2 separate regions of the Mus musculus genome follow, and region 1 is linked to region 2. The links are chromatin contacts, called in public HiChIP or PLAC-seq maps. All regions are on one chromosome and are shown on one strand. The core of a region is the stretch at or near the end of the contact, and the rest is flanking DNA. Distances in the headings are between cores, read along the strand shown.

Evidence for each region. HiChIP or PLAC-seq counts read pairs in DNA pulled down with a chosen protein or histone mark.
Region 1: an H3K27ac HiChIP or PLAC-seq map of neural progenitor cells shows a contact between it and region 2, with 18 times the contacts expected there. The contact joins two enhancer-like sites. A contact is called at or near these places in 5 of 15 datasets of contacts at CTCF or cohesin (CD8 T cells, the NIH/3T3 cell line, embryonic stem cells and 1 more), 18 of 484 Hi-C or Micro-C datasets (B cells, CD4 T cells, CD4 single positive thymocytes and 12 more), 8 of 115 datasets of contacts at active chromatin or transcription factors (the 230-238 cell line, astrocytes, differentiating embryonic stem cells and 5 more) and 1 of 9 other capture datasets (adipose tissue).

What each region holds. Positions count from the first base shown.
Region 1 is chr1:64,442,272-64,448,944 of GRCm38.p6, reverse strand. No RefSeq gene overlaps it. Among named protein-coding and RNA genes, the nearest start is that of Gm36148, 71 kb to the left of the region's middle. Within about 2 kb of position 2,719, at least 161 of the 459 cell types and tissues checked have an H3K27ac peak or open chromatin away from gene starts, as enhancers often do. A contact at or near this core is called in astrocytes and neural progenitor cells, where this site is marked.
Region 2 is chr1:63,926,612-63,933,296 of GRCm38.p6, reverse strand. It overlaps the pseudogene Gm13754. Among named protein-coding and RNA genes, the nearest start is that of Gm13749, 35 kb to the left of the region's middle. Within about 2 kb of position 3,711, at least 14 of the 459 cell types and tissues checked have an H3K27ac peak or open chromatin away from gene starts, as enhancers often do. A contact at or near this core is called in astrocytes and neural progenitor cells, where this site is marked.

The DNA.
Region 1 (6,673 bases), core at 1,470-3,969, 520 kb before region 2:
CCCCCGTTTCTGCAGCAGTCTGCTCCATTCTCTAGAGCTGATGTCTGTCCTCTGCCTCTCCACAGTTCCCACACAGGTTGCCTTCTGTGGACTAGCCCGGCAGCTCTGAGTGCTGGTCCTCAGGTCTAAGCTGTGCACTGTCCTGGGCCACAGAAACTTACCTGACTTACTGAAATCATAAATGATCAGTCCCTTTAAGAAGCCAGGAAGTGGTTGGTTTTTTTAATCAACAACCACAGACCGTTACGTTTACCTAACTGTTTATGAACTGGTCTTGCGTTTACTTCACATGTACAAATGCTTTTCCTTGGAACGGAAGACAGTCACTTCTGCCAGATCCTGTTCATTTGAGAGTTCTTCTGAGCTTATCGCCATGGGAAAAACATTTCTTCCTCCAAGGATCTGAGTTCTGAAAGTTCAGGGGCCCAGTAATGCCATGATTTAATATCCAGTAATTTCTTCTGCCCTCCTGTAAAACCTATGTAAAATGGTAAATCCTAAATCCGTATTGAAACGTAAAGATGGTGTTGTGCTATGTGCATATTTTCCTTTGTGTGCTTATGCTACACAAAATGGATGCAATATTCTATGAAATACTTTTGGAAAACGAGATTTTAAACAAAATCATGCTATTAGAAGGTTGACCACGAGAGGGCAGCATTGTCTACACAAATCTGAATCACAGGCCAATGCCAAGGTTGTATGGCTTAGCCACCATTTGGTTTCAAATACGTGGGAAAAAAAATATTAGCAGCAGCATTATTTATGCTTACATTTGCATTCTTTTCAATAAGGAACTTAGGTCTCTAGGTCTGGCTCACCATTAGGACAAGTCTAATTCTGTCTATATAACAACATCTATTTTCCTCCCCCACTGTGTTTTTTTCTCTTTTCCAAGCAAGCTTCTTTCATATTCTGCAGACAATGTCTGTAGCTTTATTATTTGTTTTAAGAATATGATAACGCTCTTTTATGATCCAGCCATATGTGTGTGTGTCTGTGTGTGAGTGCACGCACACTCATGGATGAGGGTGTAGGTGTTATGCACATAGAAGTCAATCTTGGGTGTTGTTTGACATTTCCCACCTTGGCATCTGTCTGTCTGTCTATACATGTATGTATGTGGTATATATGTATCTGTATATATGTCTATCTATCTTTCATCTACCTATGTATGTATGTATGTATGTATGTATGTAAGTTCTCTAGCACTAAGACTGTAAACAAGGTCCTTGTTTTTTCTTTTTCAATGTTCTTGATTTCTTTTTTACTTAGTCACTTTACATCCTGCTCACTGCCTTAGTCCCTCCTCGTACAATCCTTTCCCCCTTCTCCTCTGAGCAGTGAGTAAGGCCCCTGGGTATCCCCACCACCCTGGAACTTAAAGTCTCTGTGAGGCTAGGCACTTCCTCTCCCACTGAGGTGGCCCAGCCAGAAGAATATATCCCACACACAGGCAACAGCTTTTGGGATATGAACCACTCAACAAAGAACATACAGGGGCTGGACCTACACCTCCCTGTACATATGTAGCAGATGTGTAGCTTGGTCTTCATAAAGGTTCCTGCTTTTTATATGGGTTCTGGAGGTTGAATTCTGGCATTCTTGCTTGTCTCTCTGGTAAGCAATTTCCCAGTCTGAGCTGTCTCCCCAGGTGAAGCCCTTAGGCAGTCCAGTGCAGTGGACAGATGCAGGCCGGTGGCTGGCTGCCTTCTGAGGTAAGGCAGGTGTTACTACACTGCTCTTCTTTAGGGAACAGGAAGCAATACCAGCATTTACTTCATATGGTTCTTAGTGGGCCTGCTGTCTAGAAAGTGCACAATATAAATATTGCAGGGAGAGTGCTTTTCTTAAATTGAGAGGTAGACATTTAAAAATCTGGAGAACTTATATAAAAGCCTAACTTATATAAAAGTCACATGGCCAGTTTCTTTATTCACATTACTTGTCTGGTCCCTAGGGCCAGTTCTAGGCTCTTCTTCCCTTCCCCACTGGCTCCTCCCCATCTGAAGCCAAGGACAGTGAAGCCTGAGAGGTGGTGCGCAAGAACAGCTGTGGGTAGAAGTCAGCTGAACTCTTCCCCACCGCAAACTGTATAACAGGACTGACCGCTCTGGGTCCTAAGGACTCTGCAGATTCTCTTATCTGAGCAACGCAAAGCCCTTGGTACCACATTTTAATCTAATTTGTTTCTTTTGTCAGATTTCATCTTCAGGGAGAAGTCTTTGAGGGGCCGGGAGGGGCCATGTCCTATGGGACATTTGGTTTCATTCATTCCTAGGTGGCAGGTTGAAAGGGCAGGGCTGTTAAACTGTGAAGGACAGCTGCAGCCTGATGGGCAACAGGGGAAGGCCCTGGGGATCTCTCTCTCTCTCTCCCTCCCTCCCTCCCTCCCCCCTCCCTCCCTCCCTCCCTCCCTCCCTCCCTCCCTCCCTCCCTCCCTCCCTCCCTCCCTCCCTTTCCTCCTTTCTTAGCTCTGTCTGTCTTCCTATCCAGATACGTGAAGGCTTTTCTTATTTTCATTTTCAATCTAGAGAAGAAATCCGATTTCTGAGAAGGGTTCCAAATGTTATTTCCTCCTCACAGTAGGAGTCTCAGGAGAAAGCTTTGTGCCTAAGGGAGCCAGGAGAGCTTCGAAGCTTTCACCCACGTCTGGTGTTACCAAAGGAGGCTTGGATCGAGGGCTGCAGAGGCTGCGCTTGTTCCAAGTGCTCTCGTGGGGGCAGCAGCCGCTCAGAATGGCGCGGCCCTGTCACTGCCTATCTGCTCATTGAGAGGCAGAGCACATCAGAGGGCCTCTGCGAGGACACTTTGCAGACTATAAATCGGGGATGGAGGAGAGGCTTAATTAAATCAGTCCTGAGGTCACAGGAAGGGAAAGCCCCCTTCTCCCTCCCAGACTTGACCTGTTTCACGTAGCGTGGCAGCCAGAGAACCTCAAAATGTGTTAGCAGGAGTAATGTAAATGTGCTCAGAGGAGCCGGTTCCCAGCCCCATTGTAAGGAGAGAAATCCCATCTAGTCTGCAGACAAGGGAAGATTCTGACCTTCCAATTTAATCCTGTGAACTAAAACCAGAAGAAGACAGCCAGCGAGGCCAAATCGCTGTGTCGGATTGTGATGTTTTAGTACAGGCTTTCTTAAAACATCTTATTTCTAAAGATTCTTGTTATTTGAAGGGACTCTGGGCGGTGTGAGTGAATCCTCCGCCAGAACTGGGTGCAAAGGGTAAGCCATTGGCTGACACCTGTTTATGAGCGAGGCAGCCAGTTAGGACCTAGGGTCTCAAACAGGGTACCAGCCAAGAGGAGCCTGTCAGAAAGGAAAACATGGCTGCCAAGGACGAAGGGAACAGGCTATCGTGGCCTCTGGGCCTTCAGCCCGCTGTGCTGTGCAGGAAGGCTTGGCACACATCAATGGGTCTGCTCTAGTCTTCTCTCCGTGGCTCATGAGTTTGGGGAGTCACTGAGCACACCATGTCTGTCTGTCAACTGCCACTTCGGGTCACCCCTCTCTCTCTAGCCCTCCCCAAGTGTAAAGATAGGATGAGGTGACAGGAGGAAAGCCAGCAGAACATAAATATGGAGACGTCGTCCTTGGATGTGTGATCTTGGCTACATTTGGGACAAACAAACTAGAAGTACCTTTAACTTAGCCCAGCTGGTGTCCATGGTCCTTGAAACTGCAAGAGTGGCTGTATGGCCCACCCTAGGGCACATGGTCCCATGCGTGTCACCAGGTGACAGGAGTCTAGGCCTCTGAATCATCACCCAACCCACCATGTCCATAACTTATGGATCGCCTTCACTTTTCATTCATAATTTTCCTGTGATGCTCTATCCAGCAATTCACCCATACCAATACCATTAGTCTGTCACGTCTGTTAGCGAGATCCATTCTTAACTTAGCATGATACAGTGTGTGTGTGTGTGTGTGTGTGTGTGTGTGTGTGTGTGTGAGAGAGAGAGTAGTGAGTGTGTATGAGTATGTGTGATTGTGTCTGTATGAGAGTGTGTGAATATATGTGAGAGTGTGTGAGTATATGTGAGAGTGTGTGTGTGATTTTTTTCCCCCTTTCTGGAACTTGATGTATTTTCACTGTTCTCCAGTTTCCTTCAAATCAAAGAGGGCCAGAAAGACTAGGCAGTCGAACCATTCCCTCCTCCTTCTAGGAAGGTAGATCAGGGCAGGGAGAGGCTTTATGAAGGAATTAGAGAGGGGAGGGGAGGGGAGGTAAGGTAGAGGACAGAGTGGGGAGGTGAGGAAGGAGGCAGGAGAGAAGGAGAGGGAAAAGTAGGGAGGGAGGGAGAGAGAGAGAGAGCCCTCCCCCACCAATGCTAACACATTAATTGAGCCTGTGCAGATAGTGTGCACACAGTACAAGTGCCCCAGTCTTCTGGGACACCCAGTGCAGGCGTCACTGAGCTCTGACCTTACTCAAGCTTTGGCCCATTTCCATTTCCTGAAGTTCTTTTCTTCCTTAATAAACTCTCTCAGTTTCTATCCTCATCCGTGTATCCCTGATCCAACTCCTTTATCCAGGACACAGGGACCTTGGAAGTCCCAGCAGGTGCTGTCCGGATACCAATACACACCTGAAGCAGCTGTCTTTATCACTATGATGTCTCTAATGGACAGCAAACACGTGAGCAGGTTAGGAGTGGAGAAAGGTGTGTCCTAGGGGCCCTTGTGGGGCAGCGTTAGGGGGCAGGGCTTCACCTCCCATTGAGGAGTGGGTGAACTAGGCCTTTGACTTGGCAGTCAGTCTTCCAGCTGGCTAAGCCTTAGTTATCTCCACTGCAAAAGTCAAGCATCAGACTTGTCTGGCACTAAGGCTGGCTCCGGGGCACTCTAAACTCATGAGCTAAGATACAGCAGTCCACAATTTGAAAATCCGGTAGCATGCTTTTAAAGTTAATTTATGTAAACTACACAACAACAGCAACATTCTTCCTGTGATCCATATATTTATACCCCATTACCAATGCCATTATATATGAATAACTTATTAGATCCAATTTAAAAAAACAGCTAAGGGGAGAAGGATGAAGCGGGCAATGATTCTCCCAGGCTCATTCTGGTAAGCCAGCCATTTGCTTATCTCTTCAGGACTCAGGGTTGCCGCTAAGGCTGGGTCAGAGAAACCAGTAAATATTTTTAATGTGACAGAAAAATCAAAGCATTCTGCGCATCACATGCCGTTGTTACTCCCAGGTTTTATTTCCTTTCTTTTTTTTTAATTATTAGCTATAATATTTCTGACTTTATAGGGTGCAAGCATCCTGTGTGATCGCAAGCAAGGTGAGTGGCAGGTGGCGCCATCTGTGCCCTGCCACATCCTTGTGTGCCACTAGACAGTGCAGGGAGCTGACATGTCACGTTATTTTAAAACTGTCTATTTTTATCCATATGTTATCATACATATATTTTAGGTTAATGATGTACAGGGCTACAAAACTTCATCACTTCATACACTTTGCTTAAAAATTTAAAATTACATTTATTTATTTAGTGTGTATGTGTGTGTGTGCGTAAGTGTGTAAGAGCATAACTTAAGGGAGCAATTTCTCCTCTTTCCTTCTACTGTGTGGGTTCTGGGATTGAATTAGCCAGTTGGGCTTAACTTTTCTGAGCCACCTCACTGGCCCTGTATACATTCGTTTTTTTATTTTTTGTTTTGTTTTTTAACTTTGTGCATCTAGATCGGACTGCTAGCAAGTTTATTCTCTTCCTTTGAGCATATTAAGTAAAGGAAGTACACACACACACACACACACACACACACACGCCAGGCCAGGCCCATCTGCCATCCTTGTGGAAACCTAATAAAAGTAATGGCAAAGAGAGACAGGGTTTATTCAATTTGGTTTAGACCTGGGCAACATTAATTTCCTTGTCTCAATGCAGTCCATATCTTACAAGGGTTTGATAAAACTCAGCAAAGGCAGATAGAAACAGGGCCTGTAAGGGTCACTTAGTGAATATAGGGAGAGTTAAATTTTTAAAAAAGAAGACAAAGAAGAAGAAGAAAAAAAGAAATGAAAGAAAGAAACACAATCCTAGCTCATGTTATCCATTAGCTGGGTATATTATTGACCAAACTTATAGTCAGATAATGCAAACAATAACAAAGTTATTGATTTAGGAGATGTCAGGCAAATAGGTACTTATGATGCTGCTGATAAGCCCCGGGTCGCCCGCTGCAGCAGCGACAGAGGTTATTGATTTTGCAGTTGGTCATCTGTGGCTTCTAGCGGACATGTGATCTGTAGGCTGATTCTATATACAGAGGCAGAAGTGAGCTTGGGGGAGGAGTGGGAAAGAGGACGATGCCAAAATCACCTTGTGCAATGCCACTGAACTGTGATGACATTAAGAAGGGAGCTGGCATTGTCCCTAGGCTGTAGGATGTTTTGGGGGGCTGCACTTCCTCAGGATGTATCTCTTTCCCCCATGCCTGGATGGTTCATAGAGGAGCGGGTCCTCAGGCAGCTGGTACTGCCCTTGGAGCTGACCAGTAGGGGTCCAGAAGACAGATGAGACCTACAGACCCTCCCCACTGAACACCAAATGTATCACTCCTCCACAGCACATCTGCTCCCAAACCTGGGCCTTCCAGTTGGCAGGGAAATCTGGCCAGACGTATTATTATTGCTTCTCTCAGCATGTGGTCA
Region 2 (6,685 bases), core at 2,462-4,961:
TACTACAGACACACACATACACACATATACACACACACTCACACACACAGACACATACAGACTCACACACTCATACACAGACTCACACAGTGACTCGTGTGCACACACACACACACACACACACTCACACATATATACACACATACTCACACACATACACACTCACACTCACATTCACTCATACACACACACACACACACATAGACTTACACACTCATACACAGACTCTCACACACACACACATACAAACACCTTTGCAAGCACTTCTTTCTTCTCTCCCCTCTCTGCTGGGAATTCCTCCATCTCTGCTCATTCACCTATTCTTTCTCTTTTCACCCAAAACAATTCTGAGTCTGTCTTAGTTCCTGGGGTTGTGTTGTCCAAAGCAGAGAAATGGGGTAGAGAAAGCCAAGGAAATGCTGGGAATAAAGCAGTCACATCATTCACCCTGGGAAGAGGATATTGTGAGAGAAAGGGAGAGTCGGGGAGGAGAAAAACTCTGGTAAGAAAATGAATAGGCCAGAGAAAGGCTGCAGGGAGCTGCGGTGTGTCATCCTTGAAACACAGAGCAGTTCTGGGGTCAGTGGACAACGACTCGCCAACTACACTCACGTGTCGTCTGGCAAAGAAAAGGATTGTTCCTAATCAGCGTAACTCACGTGTGTCCCTCTGCTTCTCTGAATAAAATTCCATGCCAGCTGGTCTGAGCGGGTCCTTATCTCTATTTGTGTCACATGAATCAGCCCCAAGCCACATTTTTTAATCCAAATTATTCCTTGATTGTGTATGTGTGTGTGCTTTTTTTGTTTGTTTGTTAGTTTTTTTTCCTCCATTTCTGAAGCTCACGCAAAACAACTACTCCATAGCCAGCCTATATTTATTTTATTCTCTGAAGTTCACTTTCTTTACATCTTAGGGGTGGGATAGCAAACTCGTTTTCCCTTCTTTGTTGGCAAAGACTCTTAGGATTTTTTTTTCTATTATTAATTACTATGAGGAAGTAGAAAAGAGAATTGTGATTCTAGCCTACAGATAGATTTTCTCCTTTCTGAGAAGATGAAAGAAAGATTCCAGAGATTTCTTTTTGTTGTTTTGTTTGTGTTATGTTTGGGGCTTGGGGGTTGTTTGTTTTTGTTTTGTTTTAATTTTTGAGATAGGGTCTCACTGTGTAGCTCTAGTTGGCTTGGGACTTGCTTTGTAAACCAAGCTGGCCTTAAACTCACAGAGATCCACTTGCTCTGGCCCCACATGAGGCCAAACACTCCTTAGAGTTACTTCATCTTAGGGCAGAATTCCTGAGTAGACTTTTCCCCTGAACTATACTGCGTGAGTATATAGAGCTGTTATCTGTAGCCATCTTTTCTACTTGAAGGTGCTTCCTAGTAAAAAAATGATAAAACCTCCTTTCCAGTGGAACATGATATATTGCTAAAGCTCTCTAGCCTGCTCAGCAGCTCTCGAGCTGGGCTGTAAGGACTTATTTACAAGCAGATGTACAGATGCTTCAGTTAAAGGCTCTGACGTGTCAGAAGAAGCCGCTTGAGACAGACTACAGAAGCTGATATGCAGAGTTCAATTATAAATAGTTCCAGCACATAAAACAATAAAATTCTGATGTATATGTATATATGTGTATGTGATTGTGTATGTGTATATGTATATATACAATTGTTCATATTGCTATAGCTTTTCCGTAGGAACCCAAAAATGCTGCCACAATTCAATAAGGTTGACACATAGTACATATTTCTTATACTTTCTATCAAAATTATGCTTACTGTTTAACACTCAAGACTGCGAAAGACACAGAAAAGCTGACTGGTTCCTTCATTTGGAACCGATGATTTACCAATATTTTCATTTTAAGATTACTTTCCAGTAGTTCCTGATCTAAGTCACTCCCTGTGGCCACAGTGCTCAAACAAGAAAAGCAACCAACAACAAGACACCCTCTGACTTTTGAATACAGATCGTATCATATCTCTACTTCTGAACCAAGAGGAGTGGTATTCTCATGAAAAGATATTGAGATATTATATTGAAAAATTATAATTTTCCCATGAAGACCTTTCTGTTGATCAAAGACACCTTTCCATTGAAGATCTGCAATGTCTCTGGTGATCTATCTGACTTTGTTTCAGTTCTCTCAAAGAGAAATCTATAGTAACTATCATGGAAACTGGGGAATGGGTCTAGTTCTAGGCTTCATAACTAATAACTGTATCTCCGTGAATTTCTCTATTAAAGGAAAAAGTGCCAGGGATTATAAGTGAGGGTAAAGGAGCACATGACTGACTAGAGATCTAAATTGATTAATGGCTTCAAAAAGTCAAAATTCCTTTCTAAGCAGAGGGTCTTTGTGAGGATGAAACAAGTGATTAAACATGTAGAGGACTAACCCAGAGGGACTGGTCTCCACCATCTTCTCCCTGCAGGGATTCTGGGAATGTAGCTAGCTTAAGCTCTCTTTATATATTCCCAAAAGGAGTTTATTGCGTCATCACAAGAGTCAAGCGAGATAATGGCTTTAAAATCCCTTTGCAAGTTGTAATAATCCAAGAAAATTTTAGTTACTTGTACATATTTCAAAATGATCATATAGTATAAATCTTGTAACTGTGAAAGGAAAAGGTGGCCTCAAGGAAGATATTTGGGGGATCTCTTTGATTTCTGGGGAAGGCTTCCTTCAGCAAAGGTCTTTAGTGGATTAGCATTTAGCTTCTGCCTGTTCATTATGGGTCATGCCTCAGTGGAAAAAGGGCAGGAGGAAAAATAACCAAGAGAGATCACCTGGCCTCTGGGATACCAACAGCAGTGTAAAACTTGCTCTCATCTACCCTATCACCTGCACACAACAAGGAACTTCTTTTTTTTTTTAATTAAACAATAGCAAGCACTGTCAAGACTATGGAGAAGCATAAGCTTATGTACTATAGATAGATGCTTTAAATTGTACAACCAAAATGGAAAACAGCAGATCATAAAAAAAAAAAATCAAAAGTAGAATTACCACATAGGCCATTTGGACATCTAAATATGTCCAAAGGAAATAAAATGGAGTCTTGGAGAGATGTCTGCATGGACATATTCTTAGTGACGTCATTAAAAATTCATGAAAGGTAGAATAAACCCAAATATCCAATGATGGGTAAAGAAACAAAACATGATTTATACACATACTGGAATATTAATTGCTCTTTGAAAGGAAAGAAATCCCGATCTAGGGAAACACTTTGTCCATTAACAGCTAAGACTCACAACCAAAAGTCAAAAGAGGAAATTGTGACACACCCTCCAAGAGATGTACAGAGGATATTATGCTATGTTGAATAAGCCAGTCGTAATCCATTGATGTAAGGTATCTAGACGACCCATAGGTGCAGAAAGAAAACTAGGGTTTGACACAGCTGAGCACAGAGGAAAAATGGGGAGGTGTCATGTGATGGGTACCAGGTACGCTCAGTGAGTCAGTTCTGGGGGTTGGTTCACAACACTGAATATTCTGAACTATACACCTAAAGATGGTTGCTTCTGTTCATTTATGCTAAGTGCATTTTGCCACAATTAAAATGGAAAAGACTCAGTTAAAAAATAATGATACATTACAACATTCTGCCTTTGCCCTCTGTTTGATTCATGACTATTGTCTGAGGATTCACAAAAGGGCAAAGAGCCCAGCTCTTTCCAGCAAGTCTACCCACTAGAGCTTGGACAAGCACAGCTTTAGAGAAGGACCTGAAAAAAAAAAAAAACACAGGCTCCCTGCCCTGGCTTGCATTTCCCTGGCACTTCCTCTTACAAATGTTCCTGGACAAATGCTGCAAGAAGTCTAGAAGAAAAGAGAGCATTGTACTTAGAAGACAGAGCAGATATTACTTAGCCATGTTATTTTAGATGTGCCATATTCTGCAAACAGCTGGCCATTTTTAAAACATGGTTCAAAAGCTGTAAGAGCTGAATGGAGCTTCGAGAGAATGTGCAGAAAGGAGAGTGCATTTCTGAAGATTATTAACATAATCATCTCATTTATATTAGAGCCGAACACCTAAGATGTCTCCCAACTTGACACTTCATGAAACAGGTAGTTAATTAACATAGGTAAAGCAGCATTTAACCCCGAGTCTTCCTGGCAGGCATCTGGCAAGGTACAAAAAGCAAGAAAAAGAAAATAAGGATTGGGCCGTGGGGAGGGGGATGGAGACTAGATCCAGAATCTCTTGGAAATGACAATTAAATGATGGCAGGTAAGTGACCCTGTGGAGGTTTGTCCAGAGGCCTTGGCACTGTGCAGTCACTAGATGCTCGTATTTACTTGTTTTATTTTTGGTGTAGCCATATGGTGTGAGAATGAGCTGCCCATAACAGCGCGTGGTCAGGAAGCACAGGAAGCACTTTCTTTCTTTCTTTCTTTCTTTCTTTCTTTCTTTCTTTCTTTCTTTCTTTCTTTCTTTCTTTCTTTCTTTCTTTCTTTCTTTCTTTCTTCCTTCCTTCCTTCCTTCCTTCCTTCCTTCCTTTCTTTCTTTCTTTCTTTCTTTCTTTCTTTCTTTTTCTTTGCTTTCTATTAGGCTTGAGGTGGAGTTAGTCTCTGGTTCTGACATTAGTTCTACCCCACAGAATGTTACATCTTGGCAGTTGAAGGAAAATACAGGAGGTCTCAGACCGGACGTCATGATCTCAGTTTACAAATGAGTCAGGGTGAGTAGCAAACCTGGGTGCTCATGGTGCTCAGACTTGTCCTTGGTTGTCAAGTCAGTCCTGTAAGTTAATCGACTACATCATCAGCCAAGGACAAGCCTGAGTCCCATCAGAGCTATTTTGAAAGGACCCATGTTAGTAATAACAAAGTCCCCTATATGCTAGGTCAGTGGCCCTCCTATGTGACATCATATTTAACATGCATAATGGACTTTGGATAAGGTGGGATTATGTGGCCAATGTTCAAAATAAAGTGAAAGAAAAAAAACAAAAAGATGAAGCAATTTTCCAAGACCACCAAGCTATAGAGAGTGCATCTTAACCTTTGCATATGATGAGTGGCAGTGTTCTTACTCACCCCTAATTCTTCATTTGCTTCCAATGCTTCAAGCATATCAAGATGTAGAAACACAGAAATGTCTGAAGGAGAAAAAAATGTTTACTCTGCATGCTGTCTTCCTCCTGCTGTAAAAAGTATCCAAAGCCAGCATTCTGGTTTTAATCTTCTTGATGGTGAGCTATATATTTTTAAAACCAAGTGATGGCTTAAAACATATTCTGACTACTTGTGCTGGCTAGTTTTATGTCAAATTGACACAAGCTAAAATCATCTGAGAGAGAACCTCTGAGAGAATGGAACCTCAATTAAGGAAATGCCTCCATGAGCTCAGGCTATAGGCAAGCCTGTGGAACATTTTCTTAGTTAATGATTGATGGGGAGTGCCCAATCCATTGTGGGTGTTACTATCTCTCTGCTTTGGTCATAGGTTCTATAAGAAAGCAGGCCGAGGGGTTGCAGAGGGGCTGCAGAGATGGCTCAGCGGTTAAGTGCACTGACTGTTCTTCCAGAGGTCCTGAGTTCAATTCCCAGCAACCACGCAGTGGCTCACAATGGGATCTGATGCCTTCTTCTGGTGTTTCTGAAGACAGCCACAGTGTATTCATATACATAAAACAAATAAATTTTAAAAAGAGAGAGAGAGAAAGCAAGCAAGCAAGCAGGCTGAGCAAGCCAGTAAGCAGCACCCCTCCATGGCTTCTTCATCAGCTCCTGCATCCCGGTACCAGCCCATTTTGAGTTCCTGTCAACTTCCTTCCATGATGAAGACTTAATGTGGAAGTATAAGCCAAATAAACCTTTCTCTCCCCAACTTGATTTCTGGCCATGCTGTATCACCAGACTGTCCTGACGAGCCAGCTTCCAATAATGACACAGAGACTTCTATTTATTTATAAGTGCTTAGGCCTTATAGCTCTGGCTTGTTCCCTACTAGCTCGTATAACCTAATAGCCCACTTATACTAATCCATCTTTGCCATATGGCCCATTATCTCTACTCAGTCCCCATATATCAAACGCTCTCCATGTCTGGCTGGTGAATCACCCGGCCTGATTATTTCCCAGAGTTCCTATCTCTGCCCTGATGGTCTGCTTTTTCTTCCCTGCCCAGTTACAGGCCGTCATATCTTTATTGAACCAATCAGAAGGTGATGGAAAATAATGTTATAAAACACTGGGGCAGGTGATGCTTCATAAAAATTACAATACAAAGGTCTGGCCTGTACTCAACTCTCTGCCAGTACGGAAATCAACTTTTGAATAATACAAAGATAATCTTTACATGTTGCACAAAAACATCCAATAATGGTGTTCCATCACAGCAATAGAAACGCCAACTAAGACACTAGCTAGGACTATTATGTCCTTGCTTAGCCAGTCTCATTTGAAAAGAGTTCTGCACTTAAGTACTGTATAGATGATAACATCTCTTTAAAGGAAACTAAAGCAATCAGAATACCCAAGAAACTATAGATTCTTCAAAAATAGTGATGTTTAGTAAGCCACCATGCTTCTCATAGCATTTTTTTTTTTTTGCTATTTATTTGGTGGTGGTGGTGATGATGGTGGTGGTGGTGGTGGTGGTGGTGGTGGTGGTGGTGGTGGTGATGATGGTGGTGGTGGTGGTGGTGGTGGTGGTGGTGATGATGAT